2 separate regions of the Pan troglodytes genome follow, and region 1 is linked to region 2. A link is a contact called in public HiChIP or PLAC-seq data. All regions are on one chromosome and are shown on one strand. The core of a region is the stretch at or near the end of the contact, and the rest is flanking DNA. Distances in the headings are between cores, read along the strand shown. Region 1 holds the start of PTMA (prothymosin alpha). Region 2 has its middle 41 kb from the start of PTMA.

Region 1 (4,150 bases), core at 439-2,938, 41 kb before region 2:
GCCTTATCGGGACTTAGTCTAGATAAACCACCTCAGGTCCGCTGCAGGGCGCGAAACCGGCGGCCTGGCGCCGAACAAAGAGCAGCGCGGCCGGCGGGCGCTCGCCGCCACTTCCCGCGGCCGGCCCGCGCCCCAACACGCGCCCCCCAGCACTTCCGATTCCCAACGCGCTTGAGTTTCAAAGTTATTTCCGTGCGCCCGGCGGGCCGACGACCCCCAGCCAGGCCCTTCTCCTCCCGCCGCCACTCATACCGATCACAGACGAGTTTCGAGGGCCGTGAGCCGGCCTCCGCGCCTAGCCCTCGGCCCCCGAGGGCGCCCGGCCCACTCCCCGACGGGCATCACGTCTGCCCGCGGCGGTTCCCGCCCCCTCCCCCGCACCACACAAAGAGTGGGCTGCCTGAGGGCACCGCGCCGGGGGCGGGCCGTTTCCCCGCGAGAGGGAGCAATAGCGGGCTTGAGGCAGTCCAGCTGCTGCGCGCCAAACACCGCCCGAGCGGCGGCGCGCGGACCCCGAGGGGGCGGGCGGCGTCCAGCCTCACCTTGGTGGTGATTTCGGAGCTGGTGTCTACGACTGCGTCTGACATGGTGGGGCACGCCGGTGATCCGATGCAGGGGATTAAAAAGAAAGCGAGAGTTCAGGGACTCTGGCGATAAAGCTGCCGGAGTCCGCGGCGGCGGAGGAGGCGCGCGGCGGAGGCGGCTGCGGCGAGCAAGGAGGCGGACGAGGAACAATGCAAAGATGGCTTTTCAGAGCAGCCAGTGGGGGACTCACGCGGCGCCAGAAGCTTTAATATAGATTAGTGGGCGGCGCTCGGCTTCCCATGCCCGGCCGCTATTGGCTGAGCGCAGGGAGCGGGCGCTCGCTCATTGGCTCGATTCCGAACAATGGACAAGCGTGCTTAAAGCGGCAGTGCCCCGGCGCGTCCCGCGCTGCGCAGTCGCCGATCGCACTGTCATTCAAGGCCCGAGTTTGCCGGGTCTCAGCGGGGCCGAGGGCGCGGGGGAGGGGTGCGCGAGCGCGTTCCGGACGCGCGCTCCCGCAGCTGTTTTGCTGGGGCTGCTGACGCAGAAAGCCAAAGCGCGGCAAAGCTGCCCGCCCAGCCCCCTTCCCTCCCTCTCCCGCCCTCCCCGCGGCTGCTCGGAAGGAGGGGGAGGGAAGAGGGGGAGGGAAGAGGGGGCGGCGGGCGCACGACGGCTGCCAGCGCGGGGGAGGGGAAGGCGGGGTGCTGGGCCGCGCTCGCCCCGGGCGGTGCCCAGCGCAGTGCCCGCGGAGGTGCCCGCCCCCCGCGCCTGGGCGCCTTCGACCAAGGATTGTCCCAGTGCAAGTGGACGGCAGCCCCACGACGAGCAACGAGGTCACGAGGCCGAGACCCGGGCACCTGGGCCGCCCCGTCCCTCTGCCATGCCCTCGCGCCCTCCCAGGGCAGGGCACCCCTAGTCCTGTGGGCAGGCGACCCCGATTGCCCACCATCAGGTCCGGCGTCCGTCGGCCAAGTAGGTCGACAAGCGGGCACCGTCCCAAGCACACACGGATTCATGTATCAAGCGGACTCGATGCGCGATGCCGGCTCCAGCCCTCGAGTGGGACAGCCCGCGGGCCCCGCACGGCATAGCGGTCCCCTCATTCTAGGGCTCTAGTTAGGGTCTGTCCCGAGCGGTCACTGCCGTCGCGACAGCCTCAGGGCAGCCTCCTCCAGGGGCCTGCCGGGCCATCGAGTCTACCCTTCTCCCACCCCACTGCTGGACTGCGATGGGCACATGAACATTACAGAGTTCCTCGGGGAAAATCATCGTCTCTGGAGCCAGTTGGGCTAATCTTTGGGGACTACCTGAAATTTGGGGGGCCATTTAGAGAACCATGCGGAGCCCCGAGAAAGGGGAGCATCAAAACGCCACACTCAAGATGGCGCCGGGCTCGGCAAGCGTGGCGTGACGTAGCGATCTAGCTCACGTGGGCGATCCGAGAACAACAGGCTACGCTGGCCTTATCGCCACCGCACTTAGCTGTCGAACTAAGAAATCGGTTGTGTGGGAAAAAGGACCAGAATAGGTGGAAACATAGTCCAGAAATTTACCTGTGCCACACACAAGATGGCGAGACGTAGGGTTCGTCCCTGTGCTGCCAAAAGGGGGCGCCCGACACGGAAGGCGGGACTCCGGAAACACGAGCGCACATTGGCCGAGAGTGGCGGGCGAACACAAAGTTGACGCTTTGCGTCCTTCCATTGGCAGTTTCTTCCGTCTGTCTCTCGGGTGCAGCCGAGCTGGGAATGGGGAAAACCCGGAGTGTGGGATCGTGGAGGGAGGACGATGCCAAGTCCCGCAGAGCTTGCGCTCGGGGCTAGAAGAGAGACTGAGTCTCCCTTCTCAGTTTCATTAGGTAATGGGCGACATGGCTCCGTCTCCACAGCGGGGCTTTGCTGAGCTTAGCACGCAGTCTCCCGGCGGGGAGGAGGCGCGCAGTGCCGGGCGCCACTCCGTCTCCAGTACGCGTTAGGCTCGCGTTCCCAGGTGCCCGTCTGGCCGCTGGACTGTTGGCCTTTCCGGAGCGAGTTTTACTTTAGGAAGAAGCCCGGGCTCCCGGTAGTTTGGCCTGAAGAAACGTGGGGCAGATGCTGGGCAGGGCGGGGATACCGCGCCAACACCCACTGCCCAGCGGTCGCCCTCCTATGCAGCGGCGAAGGGACGCCCGCTGTGTCTCCGCCCTGCCCCCAGGCGCCCCAGTGGCTGGAGGTGGCATTCTCCACTGGACGGGCGCGCCTCAATCCGGGGGACTTCCACAGTGCTGTTCCCGAGGACCACGCGTCTCAACTCTTTGTCGGGTTCCCTCCCTCCCACTGCCAGTCTGTCTTCACCGCCGCGCAGACCTGGGGCCGCCCTTCACAGAGGAAGGGCTCCTTGGCCTCAGCCACCGTGACCCCCTCCTTTGTGTCACATTCTCAGAGAGTTGGAGGGATTATGCGTCATCGTAAACAGGGGGACAGAGCGCCTTCCACCTGCGGCGCATCCATTAAGTTCCAGTTACCCTCGAGAGGATTGTTTTTTCCACGAAACCCAGATGCAATGAGAGCCTGGCTTGTACCATCTCTAAGCATCGAGGCTTCCCCCTCGTCTGGGTGGTGGCCTTCGGGCAGTGGCTCCGGAAAGGCCATCAAGGCTTCCCCGTCGTCTGGATGGTGGCCTTCGGGCAGTGGACTGTGTCCACAGCTGAAAACCAGACTTGACAGTTCTGGATTCAGGCTGTTGTGGGAGCGGGAAGGTCAAACACCCAGAAGGAACTGATGAATGTGAATTTCCCTCTAAGAACTGCTTTGCCTGGCCGGGCGCGGTGGCTCACGCTTGCAATTCCAGCACTTTGGGAAGCTGAGGTGGGTGGATGCCGAGGTGAGTGGATCACGAGGTCAGGAGTTCGAGACCAGCCTGACCAACATAGTGAAACCCCCGTCTCTACTAAAAATACAAAAATTAGCCGGGCCTGGTGGCGTGCGCCTGTAATCCCAGCTACTCGGGAGGCTGAGACAGGAGAATCGCTTGAATCCGGGAGGCAGAGGTTGCAGGAGCTGAGATCACGCCATTGCACTCCAGCCTGGGCAACAGAGTGAGACTCCATCTCAAAAAAAAAAAAACAAAAAAAGAACTGTTTTCTGACGTTATTCCCATGCAGGTGCCTTTGCTAGAAGTGGGTGAGGAAGGCTCATGCCCATCTGGTTCCAGAACCACCACTTAAATTTCCCAAACACTCACTGAATGCCCGCTGTGTACATGGCAGTGAGCCTTTGACTCATGCTTCATTTTCATGTACAAGGTGGGTAGGACAGTTATGGAGTTGAACCATATGAAACTGATGTCTATGTAGGTGAAAACGAACTGAAAACACATTTACAGGTTCAGCTTCTGATATAACCCTCCTTTTAACAAATCAAAAAAGCAAACCTAGGGATTATAGCAAGGGACTTGGAGTTACCCACTGGATCAATGATGGAGCCGAGGCTAAGTCCTAAAACAGAGGAATCTGCATTTTTAGATGAGCCCTGGGGCAGAAGTTGCCCCCATGGACCTCCCTCTCATCCCAGGAGTGTGGTATCTGACAGCTCATAGTGGGGGAGTTATTTAGGCTATGAAGAACCGTGTTCCTTCAGCAACAGAT
Region 2 (4,768 bases), core at 1,213-3,712:
GTATTAACCAGATTCTCTACTTCAGCTCTGGGATCCTAGTGTACCACAGAAGACTGGGTCTCGAACTGGGGGGCTTGAATCCTACCCATTCCCACTGAATCAGGATGGGGCAAGTTGGGCTGGGGCCAATGGGAGCTCTGAGGCAGGAGGTGACTTTCCCAGTGTCAGGTGGTAAGGGTAGTCGCTGGGAGGAAGGCACTTTAGAGATGCATGTCTCTTGACCAAGGGAGGAAGGCAATTTAGAGATGGATGTCCCTTGACTGAGGGACCAAGGACGGACCCCGGGGAGCCGAGCATCAAGGGGCTGTGGGAGAAAAGATGGGAGTCGCAGGGCCAGCTGGCAGCCAGGCCCAGCAGGCTCGTCCCCTCAGCCCGGTGGGGGTGGTGCTGGCGGTGCTGGCATGCCAAGGCCTCCTGGACCAGGGTTAACTTTCGGAGTCAGCCTCAACCTATATACTCCCTGAAATCAGACCAATTCAAGATGCACTGGAATGAGCACATTTCTTACTGGAGCCCCATTTAAAAAATATCCTGGCCAGGCACGGTGGCTCATGCCTGTAATCCCAACACTTTGGGAGGCCAAGGCAGGCAGATCACCTGAGGTCAGGAGTTCGAGACCAGCCCAGCCAACATGGCGAAACCCCATTTCTACTAAAAATACAAAAATGCCGGGCGCAGTGGCTCATGCCTGTAATCTCAGCACTTTGGGAGGCCGAGGCGCGGATCACCTGAAGTCAGGTGGTCGAGACCAGCCTGACCAACATGGAGAAACCCCATCTCTACTAAAAATACAAAATTAGCTGGGTGTGGTGGCACGTGCCTGTAATCCCAGCTACTTGGGAGGCTGAGGCAGGAGAATCGCTTGAACCTGGGAAGCGGAGGTTGCGGTGAGCCGAGATTGCACCGTTGCACTCCAGCCTGGGCAACAAGAGGGAAACTCTGTCTCAAAAAAAAAACAAACAACAACAAAAACAAAAATTAGCCAGGTGTGTCTCAAAAAACAAAACAAAACAAAACAAATTCTCCAGGTATGGTGGCAGGTGCTTATAATCCCAGCTACTTGGGAAGCTGAGGCAGGACAATCGCTTGAACCCAGGAGGCAGAGGTTGCAGTGAGCCGATATTGCTCCACTGCACTTCAGCCTGAGCGACAGAGTGAGACTCTGTCTCAAGAAAAAAAAAAAGCCATAAAACAACAATAAAATACATATCCCATGGGGAACACGCCCTGTCAGACATTTAAATCTGCTTTAAAGGCTGCCACCTTGGAGAAATGACACTGGCCTGAGAAGCTAGGGCAGTTCGGGGGTCTGAGTAGACATCCCAGGGGATCAGGGCTGGGGTGTGCTAACCAGACTCTGGACAGCTGGGGTGCCCCCTGAGGTCAATGTCCTACACCCCGAGAGCGAGTGCAGGGACCATGGAGCCTTGCGTTGCTGTGGGAGGCAGCTATGCTGGGTCTGCCCAGTTTCTTTTTCTTTTCTCTTTCTTCCTTTTTTTTTTGAGATAGGGTCTTATTTTGTTGCCCAGGCTGGAGTGTAGTGGCGTGATCTCGGCTCTCTCCAGCCTTGAACTTCTAGGCTCAGGTGATTCTCCTGCTCAGCATCCAGAGTAGCTGGGACCACAGGCGTGCACCGTCATACCTGGCTAATTTTTTTCTGTAGAGACGGCGTCTCACTGTGCTGGCCAGGTTGGTCTCAAACTCCTGGGCTCAAGCAATCTGCCCCCCTCGGCCTCCCAAAGTGCTGAGATTACAGGCGGGAGCCCTGGCGTTGTTGGCTGTTTTGCTTTCAGCGCTCACGGAGGGCTAGCACCTGCGGCAGGCCTGGGAACAGAGGGAGCCGCATTTCCAGAGACACAGCTCCTCCACTTCCCACCCCGGGCCGTCCCTCCCATGAGTCACCCTGTTATCCCCCCACAGCCAAATATAGCTCCCAAAGCCTGCCGGAAACAAAGGGAGTAGCGCCGTGCCTGGTGCTGAGTGGGGGGCAGTGCGGGAGGCGCACCCTGAGGCTAGGGGCCTGCCAGCCCACCCTTCACCCCTTCCTGTCCCGGGGCTGGGGTCTCTGCTGTACCTCTAATCTCACAGTTTCTCTTGCAAACACGGGGGAATTTGGGGAAACATCCCGTAGAGAAGCAGTGACCACTTCCTCCTAGGGGATTGTGGGCCACTCCAGGGGACAAAGAGCCGGGTGGGGGTCCTTTCCTCCACAAGATGAGGCCAAGATCCTGTTGGGCAGGGGCTCTGCTTCTGCGATCACCCAGGGTGTGTCCGGCCCTGGCCCTCCCCAGCAGCCTCTAGGGTGTCACCCGGGCACTCAGAGCCACCACATAAGGAAATGTTTGTGCCTCGGGGGCTGGGCAGTGGCTCACACACGTCCTCCCTCCCTCTCTCCCCGCCCAGCCTGCCTCCCAGATGGCCTGGGCTGGGGCAGTTGGACCCAGGAGGAACCGCCCTGAGGCCAGGGGTGGGGAATCGGCCCAGCCTACGATTCACCTCAGGCCTCAGCTGAGGACAAGGCAGGGAGAGGGCCGGATGCCGGGCGTATGGGCCACACTTGGTGGTCCTCCTGCTGCGCCGCCTCAGGGGACACCCTGCCTGGCTTTGCCTGTGCTGGCCGGAAATCATCTCCCCTTACTCCCCAGCAATGCAAGCTGCATGTGCAGCAGGAGGGAGGGTAGGACACATCAGAAACCACCGGGCTCGGCGATTGGGCTTTGAGATCTTGGAGCTACCACACCCAAGAGACTAGGAGCTGGGGGTGGCCGGGAGGGATCTACTCCCTGAAGAGCACCCACCCACCCAGCCCAGTGTTTCCCCTGGGAGCCCAGGGCAGCCTTACTTCTCAGGGTTGTAACTAGGCCTCCTGACTACCCCCAGCCACCACTTACATGGGAAACATTTTATAACCTGCTTTCTGGCGGGCAAGGCCAGGCTCCCGTGGGCTGCCTTCCTTCTGAAGTTTTCCATTCAATTATTTACACGAGCCCACAGACCTCTGCAGGAAGTCGGCAGGCACAGGGTGGCATTTATTCTTCTGCTGTCTCATTTGTGGAGGAACCTCCCTTCTCTTGAATGTGGCTCCTTTGGAGGTCAGAGGCTGAGGACGGTGGCATCATCTAGATCCCTGTTGTTTATTCTTGAGGCCAGAGCATTCCCCACCAGGTGTTTCCCAGGCACGGACCCCTTGCCCAGCGTGGCATTCAGAGGGGGCAGCTCCGGCCGCCTGCTCAGGAGTGGGGTGGGATGGGGAGCTGCCTCTGGAGCCTTGTGCTGAAGGAGAGGACCGTTGACGGAGAAGGACATCACCCAGGTCCTGGGGCCTTTGGGGAAAGTAGGAAACCTGCCTGTTCTACAGGAGAAGAGACCACCTCACCAACTTTGAAGGATGCAGGCCTTGTTTAGAGCAGATCTCAGAACTGGTGCCCTGAGGGCTCCAGGCCTTGGCCCTGCTGGTGGATGAAAGTGGCACAACCTGCCCTGAGGCCTGAGTGTCACGGGAACAACAGCTAGACGGCTAGACACTGGCCCCCTCACCCCACCTCCCAGGGTGGCACGGCTATCCAGATATGGTGCTGAGGGAGGTCAGTGGGATAGCCCCACCATGGCCTCCCCCGCAGACTGCCCTGCACTGAGGACTGTCCCCATCCCCTTCTGAGGAGGGTCCCAACTGGTGTCCCAGAGTGCAGTCAACTCCCCGTTACTCCCAGAAGCAGGGGCTGGGGGCAATGCCCAGGCCTGGGAAAGAGGAAGGCAGTGCCTGGCAGGGCCACTCTCTTGGTGGGGAGAAGGGCCTGCCGCCATCCAATCCCCAGCTTCTCTGTTTTAATTCAAGATGCACGGGGCTGGGTGGGGAGGGTGAAGGCAGGTCCAGGTTCAGTGGAAAGAAGCTGTTTGTCTGCTTCTGGACCCTCATGTCCTGGGACTTGGGCCTGTAAGTTCCTTAGAGGCAGGAACTGCTCCACAGCTCTATCTCTAGTCCAGACAGAGGCTTAACAGACCATGTGCTCAGAAAGTATCTTTTGGGTGACAGAAAAAAAGCCTTCATTTCCGTTTCAGATAAAACAGATCTGGTCTAGGCTGGGCGCGGTGGAACACGCCTGTAATCCTAGCACTTTGGGAGGCTGAAGCGGGAGTATCATCTGAGGTCAGGAGTTCGAGACCAGCCTGGCCAAGAAAACCCCGCCTCTACTAAAAATACAAAAAACTAGGCAGGCGTGGTAGCATGTGCCTGTAATCCCGAAATTGCACCTCTGCACTCCAGCCTGGGCAATAAAGACTCTCTCGCAAAAACAAAAAAGTGTCTTCTGGGTGACTGAAAAAAAACCTTCATTTCAGATTAAAAAAAAAAAAAAAATCTGGCCTAGGACGGGTGCATTGGCTAGTGCCTGTAATCCCAGCACTTTGGGAGGCTGAGGTGGGTGGTTCACTTGAGGCCAGGAGTTCGAGACCAGCCTGGCCAACATAGTGAAACCCCAGCTCTACTAAAAATACAAAAATTAGCCAGGTGTGGTGATACATGCCTATAATCCCAGTTGCTCAGGAGGCTGAGGCATGAGAATTGCTTGAACCCAGGTGGTGGAGGTTGCAGTGAGCTGAGATCATACTACCTGCACTCCAGCCTGGGCAAGAGAACAAGACTCTGTCTCCAAAAAAAGGAAAAAGAAAAAAGATCTGGCCTACAGCAAAAAGGCTGTCCTGCAAAGTGTGCGAAGTGGCCCCTGCTCCCTCATGAGACATGTTCCAATGAGCTGGGGACAGACACATT

Evidence for each region. HiChIP or PLAC-seq counts read pairs in DNA pulled down with a chosen protein or histone mark.
Region 1: a contact with region 2 is called in an H3K4me3 HiChIP or PLAC-seq map of stem cell-derived excitatory neurons, with 4 times the contacts expected there. The contact joins the promoter of PTMA here to the enhancer-like site in region 2. A contact is called at or near these places in 5 of 7 Hi-C or Micro-C datasets (blood, induced pluripotent stem cells, a lymphoblastoid cell line and 1 more), 1 of 1 datasets of contacts at active chromatin or transcription factors (stem cell-derived excitatory neurons) and 1 of 1 other capture datasets (stem cell-derived neural stem cells).

What each region holds. Positions count from the first base shown.
Region 1 is chr13:133,950,449-133,954,598 of NHGRI_mPanTro3-v2.0_pri, reverse strand. PTMA (prothymosin alpha) reads right to left here and starts at 1,688. Exons shown (of 5, transcript XM_054678827.2): 1 at 1,472-1,688. The coding sequence starts at 1,474.
Region 2 is chr13:133,909,400-133,914,167 of NHGRI_mPanTro3-v2.0_pri, reverse strand. No RefSeq gene overlaps it. Among named protein-coding and RNA genes, the nearest start is that of PTMA, 41 kb to the left of the region's middle. Within about 2 kb of position 2,462, at least 19 of the 24 cell types and tissues checked have an H3K27ac peak or open chromatin away from gene starts, as enhancers often do. A contact at or near this core is called in induced pluripotent stem cells, a lymphoblastoid cell line, stem cell-derived excitatory neurons and 2 more, where this site is marked.